Linked DNA regions of Drosophila melanogaster: region 1 is linked to region 2. Evidence: chromatin contacts called from public Hi-C data. All regions are on one chromosome and are shown on one strand. The core of a region is the stretch at or near the end of the contact, and the rest is flanking DNA. Distances in the headings are between cores, read along the strand shown.

What was found. A called contact is a pair of places that touch in the nucleus more often than the background predicts.
Region 1: a contact with region 2 is called in a Hi-C map of the Kc167 cell line, with 3 times the contacts expected there. A contact is called at or near these places in 50 of 107 Hi-C or Micro-C datasets (the Clone 8 cell line, the D17-c3 cell line, the Kc167 cell line and 18 more) and 3 of 7 datasets of targeted methods (the Kc167 cell line and the S2 cell line).

Annotation. Positions count from the first base shown.
Region 1 is chr2L:400,779-403,478 of dm6, forward strand. It overlaps CG4213, which reads right to left and starts at 1,420. Exons shown (of 5, transcript NM_134676.2): 1 at 229-1,420; 2 at 1-164. The coding sequence starts at 885.
Region 2 is chr2L:304,513-307,237 of dm6, forward strand. Plc21C (Phospholipase C at 21C) reads left to right here and starts at 1,423. Exons shown (of 18, transcript NM_205884.3): 1 at 1,423-1,877. Pi3K21B (Pi3K21B,) reads left to right here. Exons shown (of 3, transcript NM_001272888.1): 3 at 1-721.

The DNA.
Region 1 (2,700 bases), core at 170-2,669, 96 kb after region 2:
TTCTCGTACTCCGCAGCAGCCACTCTCTGTCGCTCTTCATAAAGTTGCCTTAACTGGCGGATATTCACCAGTTGGCGCTCGTATTCCTGGCGAAGATTGTTCGACATAATCTTCATTTCGCGCTCACTAAAAGAGTTTTCGATTTCCGTCAGCTTCATCTTGAGCTAGTAGTAAACCATTTATTTAATATGGATCTTGATTTCTATACGACCTGCATTACTAGCTCACCTGAGCACACTGTTCCTCCTTCACGCTCAGCATCTGCTTGCAGCAGGAGATGACCTCCTTCAGGGTTCCTACCTGGCGTTGAACCACTTCCACTTCTCCACGCAATGACAAATTCTCGGCCTGTGCCTGCTGCAAAGCCAACTGAGCATTGGCCAGTTCGATATTGGCATGGCGGCTCCTGGAACTGGGATTCTCATCATCTGGATCTGCATCAGGCTTACTGGGACTATTCGAATGGTCGTGCTGATTATCGGCTTGACCGTCTGTAGCCGTAACTTTTCTAAGACGTTGATTCTCAGATTTTTCTATGGCCAATTGTTCTTTAAGACTAGCAATTTCATCCCTCAGGCCCTGCACAGCATTTTGGCGAACCTCTTTTTTCTGACGAAGCTCTTCTCTGAACTCTTCGAGGGTCTGTTCTCGTTGATGGGTCTCATTTCCTTTGTCCTCCATTTCAATTGCAACTTTATTCTCACGATATTTCACTCTATTTTCGGGAAGTACCTCCTCAGCTTCTTTTTGGGTTGTGGCTCGGGGGGCCTGTTCCAGAATGAGATCCTCGTGCTCGATGTTGTTCCACCAGGGCTCGTCATCAGTGGACTGCTGCATCTGCATTTGCGTATCATCCGCAGACTGTGTGGACTCGGCATTTCCCATCTTTACCAACAGAACAAAGACGAACGAGCTGTGGTATGCGGTTGTGATGATCTGTTTACCAATGCAGATTCGCCTGGCGAGCGTTAAATTTACGATTCGCTTTAATGCGACTTTTCTTCTAGAGAAGAACTCTTTGTCGGCACAAAGAAAGCCCAAGATCCACCGATCTACAGATCGCCACCAATTGATATGGCACCAATACCAGCAGGGGAAAATACCAACAAAAATCGGTGTCTATATTTGTGTGCGACGATCACACACGAGTTTGCAGATTTCGCAATTATCTATTGACTTTCACTTTTCAACCAAGGATGTTCGAGAAAAAATAATGTCCCGATTTCCATTAAATATTCTTCACTTGCACATTGAACTTCGAAAGATACGGAAAAGGAGAAACGTAACTAAACTAAATATCTAGTATACATATGATAAACTTCTATATGTATACGTGACGTTGGAAAATTTTCGGGTTCTAATTTCTATCCGTTCGACGGTCGAACGCAACTTTTCGGTTAGCCAGCTCGGGAAAAACTGAGAAAACATTGAATAGATTCTGCTATTTTTAACCCACTACGATCTCTCCTGCTTTCAAACGAATTTGGCTTCTCTCGGCGGCACTCCCAACATAAAATGCTTTGTTTTCGAGCATTAGAGATTCTTGTTATGTTGAGGGTTTGGCAAGATGTCTGAGAGTCTTCTTAGGACTCTTCCCTTCACATTCTTAATTGTTCTTTTTAGTTTTATGCACATTTTAATTAGAAGAACGTGTCAGATGAATCCGTCTAAAATTATACACAAGCGTCATTTTAATTATGAGTAAGGGGTAAAACAAAACAAAACTCTTGCCACATCGCCTGTCAAGAAATGAAGATCAAGACCAGTTGTCAAGAGCTGAAAGAGAAAGATCCGCAACACTTACTAGGTGAATGATCTGCACTGTTTTGAAGACGATGTTTCCTAACATCAGGAACTTTAATTACATATAAAAAGCATACAAAAGAATTAGCATTACTCTCAGTTTTGGTATTAGGTAAAAACTCTGGGTGAGTATGAACACATGTTCAAGGTTAAATACAGCACAATCCTATTCATTTTTCAATTCATACACGATCACAAACTTTTCTTAGCGCACCCCTGTCTGACCCACATTCGTTGACCATTATCACTTCGTTAAAGAGAATAAATCTCTGGACCTTTATTAACCAATTTGTGATAGTGGCATAGGGTATCCCGCGCACCCCCGAACTCAATGAAAATCTTTCGCGCGAAAGTTTCAAATGAAAATCCATTTGCTAGCTGATTTTTGCACTGGCCACGCCAACTTCCTGTTTTTTTCCCCCAGTGCGCGCATTTGAAAAGTGGGAAACACGCAGCAACGATTCCAAACCAAGGACGGTGAAGGGTTTTCCGGGGTAGGAAGGAAGGATGGCGCACACATTTGGCAAAGTGTCGCCAGGCTTGAAAATGAAAATCAACAATGCAATTTGCCATGGCGCCTCGCTCTGCCCCTTAGTTCTAGGTTTCTCTGTTGTTTGTAGCGACTCAAAAGGGAAAAAATTCTGCTAAAAACTTGAAGCGCCAGGCAAAAGTTGGGCCCCAGGAACGCCCTCAGCTTTTGCAGAGATTGCACACAGGCAAATGTGCAGCGAAAGTTGAAAGTAGCAAGGATACAAGAACCAGGCATCAAGGACGCTCTGCCCAAAATAAGTTGCAAGAAATCCATTGTGTTCATTATAATGGAATAATAAACCGGAGTGACTGCGTTCAGATTGGGGTTCTTTCCTTTTCCATTAGCCCCTGAACCATCTCAAATTG
Region 2 (2,725 bases), core at 173-2,672:
TATTTAACTTGTAATTTGTGTGTTTCATTTTGCTTAAATTCTATGAGATTTTGGCGGATCTCGTACGTTGTAGTATTTATAAGTTTTAAATTTAGTTTGTAAAATGCGTTTCAAACAAAACAAACGAAACAAAGCGAAAACAATACAAAACAAAACAAATAAGAACTCAAAAACAAAAAAGTAGCAGTGGAAGATTGAATGTATTTCAAATATGATTGATTGATGTCAATAATGTTTGCTAACTGATAGATGATGACTTTTTGCCATACCTAAATGTTAAATGGAAATATTTGTGAATTTTTCTATCTTTGCTCCTCGTCTGCATTTTTGGCGCAGGCCGGAACAAGAAGAATTAAAAACGATAACAATGAACGGCGACGAAACTGAATGTAAAACGAATTGCAAATTTGTTGTATTTTTTTATATGAACATATATATATATATACATATATATATATAGATATTTAACCATACATACCTATAAAGTATGTATGCTCTAGAATGCTATATGTTGTAGATCGTAAGCTATATGTTGTAGATTCTTAAGCGCTAACAGCAACCACAACGGAAACAACAACAACAACCATTTTTTGTAGTAGTTTTTTAAAGAGACGAGAAGCGGAGATAACATTATATATATTTGTGTCTAAAAAGAATGTTCGTAAATAACACAATCAAGAAAAAACAAAATAAACCGAAATAAAACCAAATCTTCCAGAAGTTCACATATCCCAGCTCCCAGAATATTGACCGATTCTTAAGTCGCAGTGGAACTTTACCTCAGGTTTCCTGATTATTTCGCTTTGGGTTTCTGCTTTCAATGAACTCTCATCGACTTAAATCCGCTGAGCTGGGCGAAAAGCTATCGCAGAAAAAACAGATATCACGAGTCCGCCAAATTTGCGGTAGGAGACATGCACTTCATAAGTGACCGGTTTTCAATTCTGGAGGAATCGCTGTGGAGTGACCTAGATGAGGGTTTGTATCTAGCGTCTATGCTACAAATGCATTTTATTCTGCTTTAATTTAGTCGGTGTCAGTGTTTTGCTAACAATAATGAATAACAGTAACCCCTATCGTAGAAAGTTCGATAAATGTTGTTTATGTAAGTTTCATGGTTAATTTGATGTGCAGTGAATAAAAATTCATTTGAAAAGCGCGCTCAAATGTTAACTGTAGCTGGCAGCTTTTGAACAGTGCTAAACAGTGCTGCCAACTCTTGCTTCGAAATAGTAATGCGATGGTAACTATCAAAGTATTAATCATTAAATAAATCATAAAAAGCGTAGATAGCCATAATTCGAATGCATCTGCAAATATCCCTTTATATATTACTTACAAAATAGCATAGCTGACCGGGCAGAACAGCTGAAGTCACAGGCCCATTTGGTATTTTCGTCGTTGCAGTCTACGACCACGCTAATCAACAGATTTTCGGGCAGCGCTGCGGCAGTGGCAGCATTTTTTACTCGTCGTCGCGTTTTTTGGGCTTTCGGGTGTATTTTTTTGTTTTGAATTGTTGACACATCTCCGGGACGTTTCATCGTTTTGGATTGTAATTAGGCGTGCAAGTGGAAAAGATAATAAATCAAAGCCAATGTGCAGCGTGAGAGTAACGAAAAAAAAAACAAAACAATCGCAGCGTGAGACTTTGCTTTTTGTTGTCTTTGCTAAGTGATGCTGCAGCAACAATAGTAACCAAAGCATCAAGAACATCAATAAGAGCTCCCGCAAAAATTCGCCGAACCTAAACTTATTGCAAAACAACAAGAATTGTCGTAATACGGTTGTTTTTTCTGCATTATTACTTCATAACAGAGTGTCGCTCTCTCGCTCGCTCCGGAAAAGCTCCGCTTTTGGGGTTCTCTCTCGCTCAGGTAATCAAATGTGTTTAATTCTATTAACCTTTCAAATAAGGAACAAGAAAAGTTGCGTGAGTGTGCGTGCGCATCAAAAGCTAAGAACGCAAACAAATTATTGAATAACAACGCACTAAAAACGATGGCAGGTGCCCGCGCTCTTTCTCTCTCTTCGAATGAACGGATCGTCTCCAAGCTTTGAGATGCCGTAATCTCAGCTATTGACTCCCAGGGGGGTGGCGGGGTCAGCTCTGGGTGGCCGGCAGTGGGAGGAGGGCGGAGTGGTCCTAATCGATCGGGGGGAGTGATCTCATTGCATTGCCTCTGTGCTGAGCTAATCAGTGCATCTTATCAGTAGCTCGGGGGTTAGGCGGGGTTAGGAGAGACGCAGGTGCCTTGAGCGCAGGAGGGGCGGGTCAAAAGATCAAGAGATAAGCCCGGGAGCAGAGTTTGAAACTCTTTCGTTCTCTGCGGAGAATCGGCATAAATACTTGTTTAGAGTATAAAGGCACTTGCTTAACTATCGCATATTAAACTACATTTTATTTATTTATTTATTGTTGAATCACGTACTATGCATCCAATTGTCTCATGAATAACATTGTTGATTTACTACCATCCATGGCTTCAAACTGCATACGCAGTTGTATGGAATAATTTGACTCTGTTTCCTACCACAATACTTTCCCGGCTTGCCATATGCTCCATAATGTCGTTCTACCATAATGCTCTCATTATCTTGCCGTATATTTGCTGCCTCTTCCACTTCAATTGGCCCACTCCCCAAACTCCTCCCCGTCCGCCACTCACCCTCCAAGAATAACAACAACCAAAACAGAACAAGCAAAACATGTTGTAAATTATTT